Regions from separate parts of the Zea mays genome. Here all the other regions are linked to region 3. The links are chromatin contacts, called in public Hi-C maps. All regions are on one chromosome and are shown on one strand. Each heading gives the region's core, a stretch centred on a gene start, on an enhancer-like site or on the middle of the called end of the contact. The rest is flanking DNA. Distances are from core to core; before and after follow the strand shown.

Region 1 (4,222 bases), core at 107-2,606, 330 kb after region 3:
CTGATTAGAGATGGAACAAATTGTTTACTCCAGCAGTTCCCCAAAATCTATTGAGATGTGACGACAACCAGGAAATGTAATTAGATACTGTAGAATTTGTAAGACAAATGACAGGTAACAGTACCGTCTCGCAGATCAGGGAACAGTCATGGTGATGCACTGTACCTGTCTTGCTTTGGTTGATGGATTACCGTAATGCTACAAAATCAGTCTTTCGGAAGGAATCAAATCGCTCATAGCCCATAGGGTCCATAGGGATGGACATGGACAGCTTGGTCGCTGGCGGGAACGAGGCGCACTCGCCGGGGAGGCCCGGCTAGGAGCCCCTCAATCTAGGCTGCTCGTCAAAGAAGGGTTGCGGTGTCAGGCCCTCCTTCTTCGCGGATGCGGAGTCCATGACCGCCAAGTCCGCATTGCTTCACTGTCCTGGATTGATTGTGCAGGCATAATCGAATCCGAAGACTCTCGTGGCTGCATCTCACACTCCCGGTCGTCACCGCTGACACCACCTCCGCCGCCACAGAAACCTCCTCCCTCCACCGTTGCTCCGCTTTCCTCAGTCAACAAAAAAAAGGCGTGCATCGCGGGAAAGGATGTGCGCGCAGATTTGTTCTCACGTATATCTGTGGGACTCTAGTACGTGTTTGCGGGTTGCCAAAAAATGCGAGGAGGAAGGGGTTCCGTTGGAGTAATGAAATCAGCATTTCTCTTCCAAAAATGGTTTTGGGAAGCCTGTGTGTGTTTCATCCAAGGCGATTCCTATTTTTCGCACCCAAGGCGATTCCTCGACCACGCACATGCACAGGTAGGTAGCCCGCTGTTTCCGCCCGAGAATACGTGTTCTCATGTTCTCTCTGCCTGCACTTCCTTGGACTCCATCGGAGCCTCCACCGCCCGTGTCGGACCACGGATCCACTTGCTGGAACTGAAAGAAACACAGCCCATGGGCCAGCGGCGAGGCCCGTGTATGTCATTTTCGGCTCAGCGGAGACGGACACCAGACAAATGCATCCTTCCGATTCTGAAGCCAATTATGTGTGGACCTATTTATTGCAGATGCGCCGCGCTATGCAGTTTGTGCACCCGCAGGCGGAGGCGGAGCAGCAGAACACACGCAAGGCAAGGACAGACACGTCGTTAGGACCAGGAAATGCCAGCAGGCAAAAGAACACGGCGCGCGCGCGCGCACACCCAGACGCGCGACGGCGCGAGTCACTTCCTCCACCCGGGGCCGGCGCCCGGCTGCCTGTTGTGCTGTCATCGTCGTCGTCGCATCACGCCCCCGACCGATCTGCTCCCCCAAACAACACGGACGCACACGCGCGCGCGCAGGGAATCAATCACGCACACGCGCACGCACCGCCACCCTTCCCGAAAAGTCTCCTCACCTCCCGGTCCCGGCCTCCCTTCCTCTCTCTCCCCCCCTCTCAAACATCCCCGCGCCGATGGATCTCCGCCTCGCCCACTAGGCCTCCGGCGCGACCGAGGGTGGGCAGGGGGATGGGGCTCCTCGGGCGGAGGACGTTGCTGCGGCTCCTCGCCCTCGCTTCCGCGGCCGTCGCCGTCGCCGTCACCGTGGAAGCCTACGAGGGCGACGCTGATCCGCTCTACAGGTGCGAGATCCCCCCACCCTGCCTCCTCCGCTGCTTACCTTCGCACGCTGCTTGGTCTCGCAGCCTCGCTTCCGCTCCGCTCCCACGGGCGGCCTTTCCCTTCTATCCCTAATCCAATCTCTAGTTATATTCGCGATCGCTACTCGCCGAACCTTGGACGGCTCACCTCTCAGTCTGATGAAACTTAGCGGATTATGTTCGTCTGTCTATGTGCGAAGGCGAACCTTCGGGGTTACTCCGTTTTAGGCCTCGCTGGACATCCCAGTGCTGTCCGTCTCGGTGCCTCTGGTGGTTTCAGCGAAGGCGAGCGGTTCCGGAAAGGAATAAAAATGGTGCTGTCTGTCTTCGCCTCTTGGCTACTGGCATTGGGGGTGTATAAGTTCTGATTACGCTACATGATTCAGAGTTATATATTATCACCTTTTCATGGTACGGTCCCAAAGGTTGAGCTAGCACAACTACCTCATTTTCCCATATTTTTACCAGAGCTTGTGTGGAAGGATGCCAAAAGACAGGCTCCCTGAAGGAGACTTCTATTAAACATTGTATGGTGCCAACCGATGGCCAACCTGTTGACAAGTCATGGTACACGCATGAGCCACTGTACTTGCAATGGAAGGACTGGAACTGCAAGAGTGAATGCAGATACCACTGTATGATGGAAAGGGAGAATGAAAGGGCAAAGCTTGGCCTCCAGCCTGTTAAGTATCATGGAAAATGGCCTTTGAAGCGTGCCTCTGTGTTTCAGGTAGTCTATTTATTGCCTCTTTGAACTGGAGTTCTCACCTCTTGTGTTTCCCTTTCACTTCCTTGTATAAACTGTATGCCTCTGCTTTCATTATCAGGAACCTTTATCTGCAGCTCTCTCTGCGCTTACTCTTGTTGTGCAATTTAATGGGTGGCTATCATTTTTCCTCTTGCTTTATTATAAACTTCCTCTGCGGCCAGAAACTCACAAGACATACTATGAATACACTGGCTTGTGGCACATCTATGGGCTCCTTGCCATGAATTCATGGTTCTGGAGTGCCATATATCACAGTTGGTAGGCTCTATCACAATGGATACATCTTTTCAGATGAATTGCCTGTTGCTAACTCATTGACCAAGATCTGGTATCTATTGCAGTGACACAATTTGGACAGAAAAACTATATTTTTCATCAGATGCTGCCTTTCTGGGGTATTCCCTCATTTTGGCGATACTGCGGACTTTAAATTTAAGAGACGAAGCATCTAGAGTTATGGTTGCCGCTCCTATTCTAGCATTTGTGACAACCCACATTCTGTACCTCAACTTCTACGAACTTGACAAAGGTAATCTTGGGCATGACCGCTGATACTTGCACTCCTGACACTATAAAAATAGCGGTATTGTTTCTGCACACTTTGTTTTTTTACCAGCACTAAGTATGTAACCCAGATTATATGATATATAAAATTCCATTAGTATGCTAGATTGGAATCTTAGTACCTGACTGGTTGATTACTGAGTTATGTGTACAAAAAAAATACAGCCTCTTTGAAATGCGAGATTCTACAAACACAGGAATAGGAAAAGCATAGGAATATAATGCACCAACATCTTGAATCGTATGGACTGAAAATACTTAGGCCCTTAACCTGCGTTCCAAACAGGCCCTCAATAAATTGCAAGATTGAATGTCTGGATGGAGCACAGAAAAAAAATACAGGAATTCAATGAGAGTGACACAAAGGAACCGTTCCAATTTCCATGAGGTTCAACCTATTGGTAGAATTCATCCAAAATTCTTATGAAACAAACTATTCCACTGGAATTTTTGTAGGATTCATCGAAACCCAATCTTATGTTCTAAAGGTCTTCATAGGAAATTTACCTTTAGGATTCCGTTCTTTTTATAATTCCTCCATTTTTTTTGTCTGTTCCAAAGGGGTTTCAAATTGAATTTTAGTTCATCCAAAGATAAAGCTCGCCAATTAATGGGGTCAAGAATTTGTTTGTTGTTCCATGGTAGGTAGGTAACATGGTGCTTTAGGCTATCCTGCTTATCCATACTCATACTCATATTCAAACTTCACTCTGTGAACAGTACAAAACAATGTTTTAAGTGATCATATGGATGAACTGCTGGACACGGTCTTATAACCTGTTAGTTGTTACCTTATAACTAGACATTTTCTTTCCTGTTTTCATGGGATATGGAGATTTAACAGCGAATGGATGTACTCCCTCCATGGCTCTATCCTAGTACATAAAGACGTAACGATTTTTATTCTAGTTTCATAATATAAGACATGCTCTTTCTAGACATGTATACATTGATGCAGTAGTATAGAGAGAATTAAATACATTTTTTTTTGTTTTTGAATGTAACTTACATCTTATATACTAGGACATAGGGAGTAGCACGTATTAGTGGCTTACGCGGTTACGCTTGTAAAATCTGCAGGCCTGAACATGAAGGTTTGTACTGTGATAATCATTGCTCAGTGTCTCCTATGGGCACTGTGGGCTGTCATGACTCGGCATCCTTCACGGCTGAAGATCATATTTGTTGCCATCGGAGGTGCGGCTGCGGTACTTCTGGAAGCTTCTGACATTCCTCCGCGATGGGGATATGTGGATGG
Region 2 (4,176 bases), core at 371-2,870, 380 kb before region 3:
AGTAGCAGGAAGGAGTACGAAGACAGGCAGGCGGAGCCGCGGAGGCATGGACCTGAATGAAACTGGCAGTACATAGCTGCTAGCTTAGCACTTGGCAACGCGCCAACGCCGTTATTTGCTGTAGCAGAAGCCGAGGCTGAGCTGGGATGACGTTACAGTAACAGTTACCACAGCGCTGTACCTAAGTGTCAGTCTGTAACAATAATAAAAAAAGGTGCTGTAACAACAAACAACAGTGAAAAAAGAAGGTTCCACTCCAGTCTCCAGCTCCCAGCTCCGCTTCCACACCGGCAGTGGCTGGTTCAGATCTCAGAGATCTTCAGCATTCCATGCATTCGGTTCAGAGAGACAGAGTCTAGCTATCTTTCTTTCTTCAGTACGTGACCCGGCTTTACCAGCCAACAAACTGCGTGGACCAGACGGCGGGCTCTGCACTGGTGGATGCATCCATCCATGCTTCCTTTTGGGTAAAGCTTGAAGAATGGCGCCTGGCGCGGCTGTAGAAAAGCTCTCTGCCTCCTTTTTTTTTTTAACGTGGAAGGCACTCGGATGTGAGGCTTCTTTTTTTTTTTTTAACCCCACTTCTGATGCCAGAATCTATTGTGGCCTCGTCAGCTGCCTGCTCCTAACTAACTAACCACACGTGTACGCACGAGCACTCGTAAACTTGTCTTTGTTACGGACTACTACTAGCTAGCACTCATACCAAGCATATATATGGCGCAGAGGGGAAAAAAAAAGAATGGCATAATCATGCGTCTGAAGAAAGGCTTTCTCAATGATCCATATGCAGTACGTGTAAGTATTATAATGTAATGTAACGTAGGCGCGCGGCTAGGAGTCTAATCCGTCCACGAAGCAAACAAATGCATGTTCGGGTGCCCGCGGATTTGGGGGTAGCTGGCGTGATCTATCGCGCGTTTCCCGGCCGCCTGCTGACGCTCGTCGTGGACGACGAAAACTCTCAAGAACATGATGATGATGCCTCATAAGCACTGCACTGACATTGATTACCTTACTTTGTCAAGCAACCGGGGCCGACATCTGTACGTATTTTATTATAAAGTTATGAGCGTTAATCATACGAAATAAATAAAACAGATAGAGGCGGACAAAGTTAATCATAAATGTACGTTAGGATTCATGATAATGAATCCTAAATTTATGACCCACTGTTGTACGCATTCGTAGCTTGCATGCATGGGAATTGGGAAGAAAGTTCCATGCCGGATAGTAACTCTGAAAACAGAAGGATAGCTCGCCAATGCAAGTCGCCAGGCGACAAGATGGACGCTTTTCCATCATGCGTCAGTGCAGCAGATCAAAACCCAAAAAGGCATGAACGACCATTTGTACAGATCCCATGCGTGCATCGTTTTAATTCTTCCTTGTTGAGCGTCTGCTTTTCTTTTCTTTCATCCCTCTCGCAAATCTCAATCAATCATACACCACAAGGGCCCGCACCCGTCTCTCCCTCTCTCTCCTCGGCTCCACACTACTAAGCAGTATCGATGGCCCCCTCCCACATGGGATGTGCATGCACCCCCACTATGCCAGTTGCCCTATATATAAAACCGCCTGGACCGACCGGAGTCCCACTAGCTCCACTCCACCACACACACCGCGCAGCTAGCTGTCACCGGAGCAAGAAGGAAGAAAAACCAGCGGCACCGATCGATCGACGACACGCGCGCGATCGAGGTGAGGAGCGAAAGAAAAGGTGGCCTTTTCGAAGCCGCCGGACGGAGTGTAGCGCTAGCTAGCTCCCCAGGCCGGAGAGGAGGATGGTGGGACGAGGAGCGGCGACGGCCCTCGTGTGGGCGGCGGTGGTGGCGGTCGCGACGGTGGTGTCGCGGGCGCAGCAGCTGCAGGTGGGGTTCTACGACACGCTGTGCCCGGCGGCGGAGATCATCGTGCAGGAGGAGGTGAGCAAGGCGGCGTCCGGCAACCCCGGCGTCGCCGCGGGCCTCCTGCGCCTCCACTTCCACGACTGCTTCGTCAGGGTCAGTGCGCCAAGCGGCTAATTATTAAGCAAGCTAGCTAGCCGCCCTCCTCGAGTGATCCAATGCAAAGTGGTTGGTGGTGGCGGTGGTGGTGTCACGTACTGTGGGGACGGGCCGGCCGGGTGCCTCGATTGCGCGCGTAGCTGCATGTGGATCCTCCTTCCTCTCTGTTCATTATTACGCGTATTATTGGTATTGCAGGGGTGCGACGCGTCGGTGCTGCTGGACTCGTCGGCGGGCAACCAGGCGGAGAAGGACGCGGCGCCCAACGCCAGCCTGCGCGGGTTCGAGGTCATCGACAGCGCCAAGACGCGGCTGGAGCAGGCCTGCTTCGGCGTCGTCTCCTGCGCCGACGTCCTCGCCTTCGCCGCCCGCGACGCCCTCGCGCTGGTACGCACTGCTCGTCCCCTCACTAGCTAGCTGCTCTTCCACTAGCTAGCAGCTTCTCCGGTTCTCTTTGGTCAGCGCTAGGTAACAACGTAACAAAACTATTCCCATCCCAAGGTAGAGCGAAATCGGTCTAGGATCACGCGCAGTGAGTACGTACGTGAGTGAAGAGGCATGGCCCAGCCGCGCCTTTCTGGACGCTTCCTTTCTTTTTCATCAAATATAAAAGGATGTGGGGGATGGATGGTTGCCATGAAAGCAGCTTTGGAATGGAAGGCTGTCCAGCCTTTGGCAACTCCACCCAACAATGCCATGTCCTGCACTGCACTGCACGTACTGCCTCGGAAGCAAGCACGCACGGCCGGCACACGGTGGTATAGATGGCCAAAAAGCACGAGGCCCGTGAGCCCGGCACGAAGCCCGCTTTTTGGGCCCGGTCCGAGCCCGGCACGGTAAAATAAGTGGGCGGGCTTGGACAGGAAACTAGGCACGGCGGGCTAGCCCGGCACGGCCCGTTTACCTCTAAGCCCGTTAAGCCCGTTTTTTTACACTAAAACGTGCTTTTCGGCCTGTTTAGCCCGCTTTTTGGTCCGTTTTTTCGTGCTAAACGGGCCGGCCCGGCCCGTTTAGGCCCGCTACGGGCCGGGCTTGGACAGAAACTTAAGCCCGATGGCTCAGCAGGCCCGGCCCGGTTTTGGCCGGGCTTCACCGGGCCCGGGCCGGGCCGGGCCGGGCCGGCCCGTTTGGCCATCTCTACACGGTGGCAGAGAGGAGAGAAGGTGACTCGAGGCGAGCCGTCCTTTTGCTTTAGGTGCACCTCGGTTTTGCTTGGCTCGGTTCGTACGTTACCGCGCGCACGGGCCTAACCTAACGGCCGGTGGGTGTCCGTAGCAGCGGCGGCACATGCTCGTGTCGTCGTGTCGCCCTCCATGGCTCAGCATAGCTCCAGTTCCCTCGAAAACCTTCTTCTGGAGGTGAGGATGGCATTAGGAGCTGGGAGAGTGCACTGCACTGCTCAGCGGTAGGGATTCTCCACTTGCCTTGGGCTTCGATTCAGCTGATTCTATGGCAGGATCAAACCTGCTGGTCAACAGATTTGATACGGTTAAGCCAACAGATATAGCCTTCAGTGTTAAACTAAACATGCTGCTTGCTCGAAGTTGCTGCTACAGTTTTTTTCCTTTTTCTTTTTTGTTGGGAACCATCAGCTCAGCAGGCGAGAGGAGAGTGAGGTCGGTGTCACACCGTCGTCACTCGTGGCAGTTGCAGGTAGCCCAGAGAGCGTAGCGTAGGCAGCAGAACTTTCCATTTCCCAGCTGCCAAACAGAGCACGCCGCTATACCTGACACGGAACCGTCGCGTCGAGCCAGCCACCGTGACAATACGGCGGCGGTTTCACGTCCGTGTCTCGTGACCGGGAGGGAGAGGCAGGAGCGAAAGCTACGAGACTACTACCACTACCAGCGCGGCGGCCTCGGGAACGCGGCGTGGGCACGTCGGGCGCATGGTTCTAGTACGTGGATCCGACGCGCACCCCATGTGCTCTGCCCTGCCCGGGCCCGGCACGCCCACATGCCCTGCCGTCGCGGTCTCGCCCGCCCCACCGGACGTTCCGGGTCCGCACGCACGTGCCACCTCAGCTGGCGTTCGCGTCGCGTTGGCTGCCTTCTCTTGCTGACGCTTCTGTGTTGGTCTCTGGCTGCGTTTGTTGCAGGTCGGGGGCGACGCGTACCAGGTGCCGGCGGGGCGGAGGGACGGCAACGTCTCCTCGGCGCAGGAGGCGGGC
Region 3 (4,508 bases), core at 321-2,820:
TAGAACAGCCCAGTAAGACTGAAACCAAGCATCAGAGCAACACTACTGATTTAGCAAAACTTTCTGTAACCAGATAAGAAAAACAGGCTCTATATTTTCCATCCAAGTGCTGGAGCACACACATGACACTACACACCGTGCCATATTGTCATTTCGCCAAAAGGAGACAATACTGTGCTGCCTGCTGAGATGTGTGATCGCAACAAGTGCCACACGATCAAATAACTTCAATTGATTAAACCTTGCACAGTTAAATCAACTGGATGAAACGAGGGGGTGATGGGTGGAACAAGCATACCTGTGCGTAACTGCGTACGCGGATGCTGGAGCTGATCACGCCGCAGCGGAAGGTGGGCCTTGTGGAGAGCAAGCAAATCAGTTGGGGGGTGGAGGTTGGGGGACCAGCTGCCGGCTGCCGCCAACGCGAAGGCAGCCGATCGAAGGCGGGGGCACAGCCATACCAGCGGCGAGGGTTGCGACCACTGGCGCAGTGGCCCGCCTGGCCTCTAGTCCCATCGCTAACAACAAAATCGTCGGGATCGCTACCGCCGCAGCGGCCGCCAGGCGAGAAGTGACATGGAAAGGACCGCGTCCAGGGAACAGGATATTCTAAGCCCGTGGAACGCCACGCTGCACCCCCTTTCACGAGCCACTCTGGCGCCCAAACATTGTTGCGAATTCGACTCGCCAAGCCGAAAAACGACTGTTGCGAATTTTGATTGCACAAGTGCAAAATTGCCGCCCATATCCAATTTCGAACCAGATTCAGACAGCTCCAAAATAAGCCAGACAGAGTGCAGTTCAGAGCATTGGTTTTCGAAAAGGCTTGCGCCATTAGTGCAAAACTAAGATCCAAAGATGGAATATGGGCCAATTGAACAATCGAACAGAGATCCATTCCCACACGATTGGAATTCCATTTCACACCAAAGAACGGATAGCCAGAGAGGCTACAGACACCAGACAACTGCTGACCCTAGCACCACCGACCGACCCGCACAGGGGTCAAGGAACCAGTGACGACGCCAGAGCGGAGAGTGGGGGGCGGGTCGAGCATGGCCTAGCCTAGCGCCCTAGCCGCCGAAGCCGTAAAGGGTGCGGCCCTGGCGCTTGAGCGCGTAGACGACGTCCATGGCTGTGACGGTCTTGCGCCGGGCGTGCTCCGTGTAGGTGACGGCGTCGCGGATGACGTTCTCGAGAAAGATCTTGAGCACGCCGCGGGTCTCCTCGTAGATGAGCCCGGAGATGCGCTTCACGCCGCCCCTGCGAGCCAGCCTCCGGATGGCCGGCTTCGTGATGCCCTGGATGTTGTCGCGGAGCACCTTGCGGTGGCGTTTCGCGCCGCCCTTACCCAGGCCCTTGCCTCCCTTGCCGCGGCCCGACATGTCTGGGGGAGCAAACAGATCGAACTCGAGAGGAGGCGGGTGGTGGTAGAATCAGAAGTCGGCGGCGGTAAACGGGAGCCGGGCTGAGTGCTACTTGTAGGCTGTAGCGGCCTCCAGGCGGGAGGGGGTGTGCGCTTGGGCGCGAGGAGGGAGGGAGTGCAATCCGTGGGAGGTGGAGTTCGGCGCGTCGGATCCGTGATGGATGGATGGGGCTGCGTGGAAGCGAGTGGGGTGGATTCGTGACGTGGCAAGGATCCCGGAGGGATGCGCGGCGTTGGATTGGTTCGTGGGGGATGAACCCGGATCGCTGACGTCACGTGGGTCTGTTTTCCAGGAGTGGGCTTGAGATGGGCCGCGGGAATGGGAGATTGTGGCGTCGCCGTTAAATCCAATGGACTTTTCTTTTCCAAAAAAAGCATTTCCTTTGCTAATGAAAAACGTATGTCCTACAGTGTGTTAGAGCAACTAAAAAAAAACTCGCGAAGGGCTCACGGCATAGTGGCAAAGGCCACTGCCCACTGGCCGGCAGCGCTCCTGACTAAGATTTAAGTCTGAGTGGCGCGTCATTTATCTAGGAAAATATAGTACACACGCGTATGCCTTCAGCGGTATTACGCATGCTCACTTATTAAAGGTCTAGAGCTCTAAATTAATTTAGTGTGTGTGCGTGTATGTGGTGTGTAGTGGTGTGAGTGTGTGTGGCGTCTTTGTACCCTATCAAAAAACACCAAAAAGTCTCTATATTCTTACTAATTGATATTTGATATGAATAGAAATTTTTACAAAAAATATCAATAACCTATTTAAATGGTTATTCAAATATAATCATCTTATATTCTGTGTTTCTCGCTAGACAGAGATAAAAATATGAATGACTATCTACTGTGTAAACAAGATATAGAAAAAGCTATTAAAATTTCGTAATACCTTAGACCTTAGTACTACAAACATTCTCAATATCTCTTAAGTAACAATCTTGCTAATGAATGTTAGTGCCTTCTGAACAAGAAAAAAGGCATTTTCCTCTTGAGAATTTTTCATGACTACAAAACAGTGGTCATATTTGTGCTCCAAACGTTCTTCCTCAAGCCTTGTTTTTTTTTTTTATACTTTCTTGGAGAAGATCCATTTTTTTAAGATGCAATGCAACCTTAGATTCTAACTCCTTGTTCCAACTACCAACCCAACGTGTGGTATGTGAATTTATGGATTATACGAAACTAATTTTGTTGTTTTCATCTTTGAACTCGGGTATGATGGCAACTTCACGGTCATTAAAACATTACAACTCCATCTGTCATAAGGATATATGATTCTAGTTTTAGGATAGGTAACCAGAACTAGTTGTATATCGGTATATGAAAGTTTGCGACACAATTTGGACAAGTGTCTAGGCACGACCGATTATCGAATGTTTGTTTTATATTGGAGACTGAAAATAATTAGGGTGACATTACGAAAATGCTACGATTTACTATGTCACAACCGTCCCTGGCTTGATTACTTACCGCTACACTGTGTTATGTGCAATTACAACTAGGCTTGTAGGGTTTAGGTTTTATGGTTTGATAGGAATGTTCTTATGTGCGACTGCTCAGTCAAGATTTGATGGGAATGGGGTATGCATTTTTTATGGAAAGATAGGATGTTTTCCTCTTGTGACTTTTGAATCTGAGGTCTGTGATAGTGTGGATCATCCTAAGAGTAGGTGCCTGGTTTTGGAACTTCAAGATAAGATTTTGGAACCGATCTTAGATAAAGATAAGATTTTGGATCATCCTAAGAGTAGGTGTCTGGTTTTTAATCATCTCAAACAGAGACCCGGATGCATCTATCTCAGCGGATTCGCGGCTGTGGGGCTGGGTTTTTTCCATATTCCAGTGACTGTCAAGAATCCGGCAAAGAGGGAGGGCCTTGACGCAGTGATCAGAGTTACCGAGGGCGAGCTTACTGAGGTGGAAGTTACTGCTGAACTGAAGCGCCTAATACCTGGGACACAGGATTGGAAGGTGCAAATGGTTCAGTCTAACGTGTTCCGGACAGCTTTTCCTTCCACAACTGAGCTACAGCGTCTGGTGGAATGGGGAACGGTTCACTCAAAGAAGAAAGGGGTTCTTTTTCATTTTGAGGAAAAGCAATCGGAAAAACCGTGCAAGGTGGTGAACAGCTACTGGGTGCAGGTGTTGGGTATACCGTTGGTGTATCGTACTTTCCCAACAATTTGGGCAGTGGGCAGTTTGCTGGGTACATCTATTGATGTGGACATGAAACACACCAGGCAATTTGAGGTTGGTAGAGTTCAAGTTATGATTCTTGATGCTAATCTTATTCCCAGCACGGTGGACGTGGTCATTGGGGAGGAAGTATACCTTCTGTCCTTCCGCGTTGAAGATGGGAATGGGGGGCTTCTGTCTGAGACTGATAATGATGAGAGAGGGTTCAATGATGATGAAGATGACCTGTTGGGGGATGAAGATGGCGATGATCTTAAAGGGGATGGTCCTGGTCAGCTTGGAAAGACGGGTGATCGGGCTCCAGCTGCTCGCACTGGGGGAACATTAACCCATCAATCCAAGACTAGAACTGCTCAGGGGGCTGCTTTGGATGAGGAAAGTGGAATGGGGTTTGTGGTAGTGTCGGGTGTGCAGCAAGGGGCACAAGACGGGGTAGTGGAACCGAACCAAAGAGGGACCTGTAGCGCTCAAGAGTTGGCTGTCATTCCTGAAATGTTGGCGGGTAGCAAGTCCACCCGGTCTAGCAAAAGAAGGGGCGCGTCAATGGACGACTCAACTCTGGAGCGGGCGGAAAGGCTTAAGGCGTGACTGAATGAAGGTAACTCTAAGTGTATTTTTGCTTTAACTTCAAGGCAAGTTGTGTCTTACTTAAACACTATTGGGTTTTTATGAGGAGGAACTGAAGTGGTACCAGAGAGCGAAAGCGAAAAATCTGCTTCAGGGAGACGCAAATACTCAATACTTCCACCTCCTGGCTAATGGGAGACATAGGAAAACTAGAATTTTTAAGCTTCAGGATGGTAACAATATTATCGAGGGGGATGAAAATCTTAAGCGACATATCACTTCTTACTATAAAGATCTCTTTGGACCACCAGAAGCCTCGCAA

The links. A called contact is a pair of places that touch in the nucleus more often than the background predicts.
Region 1: a contact with region 3 is called in a Hi-C map of endosperm, with 3 times the contacts expected there. The contact joins the promoter of LOC100274414 here to the promoter of LOC103631010 in region 3. A contact is called at or near these places in 2 of 25 Hi-C or Micro-C datasets (ear and endosperm).
Region 2: a Hi-C map of tassel shows a contact between it and region 3, with 2.9 times the contacts expected there. The contact joins the promoter of LOC100191905 here to the promoter of LOC103631010 in region 3. A contact is called at or near these places in 2 of 25 Hi-C or Micro-C datasets (root tip and tassel).

Annotation. Positions count from the first base shown.
Region 1 is chr1:3,956,595-3,960,816 of Zm-B73-REFERENCE-NAM-5.0, reverse strand. It overlaps LOC100274414, which reads left to right and starts at 1,356. Exons shown (of 5, transcript NM_001148773.1): 1 at 1,356-1,613; 2 at 2,100-2,361; 3 at 2,459-2,658; 4 at 2,742-2,929; 5 at 4,045-4,222. The coding sequence starts at 1,501.
Region 2 is chr1:4,672,991-4,677,166 of Zm-B73-REFERENCE-NAM-5.0, reverse strand. LOC100191905 (Peroxidase 64) reads left to right here and starts at 1,620. Exons shown (of 2, transcript NM_001137329.1): 1 at 1,620-2,393; 2 at 4,105-4,176. The coding sequence starts at 2,151. It also overlaps a transcript of LOC100381417 not described here.
Region 3 is chr1:4,290,045-4,294,552 of Zm-B73-REFERENCE-NAM-5.0, reverse strand. LOC103631010 (histone H4) reads right to left here and starts at 1,570. Exons shown (of 1, transcript XM_008652034.3): 1 at 847-1,570. The coding sequence starts at 1,385. The coding sequence ends at 1,074.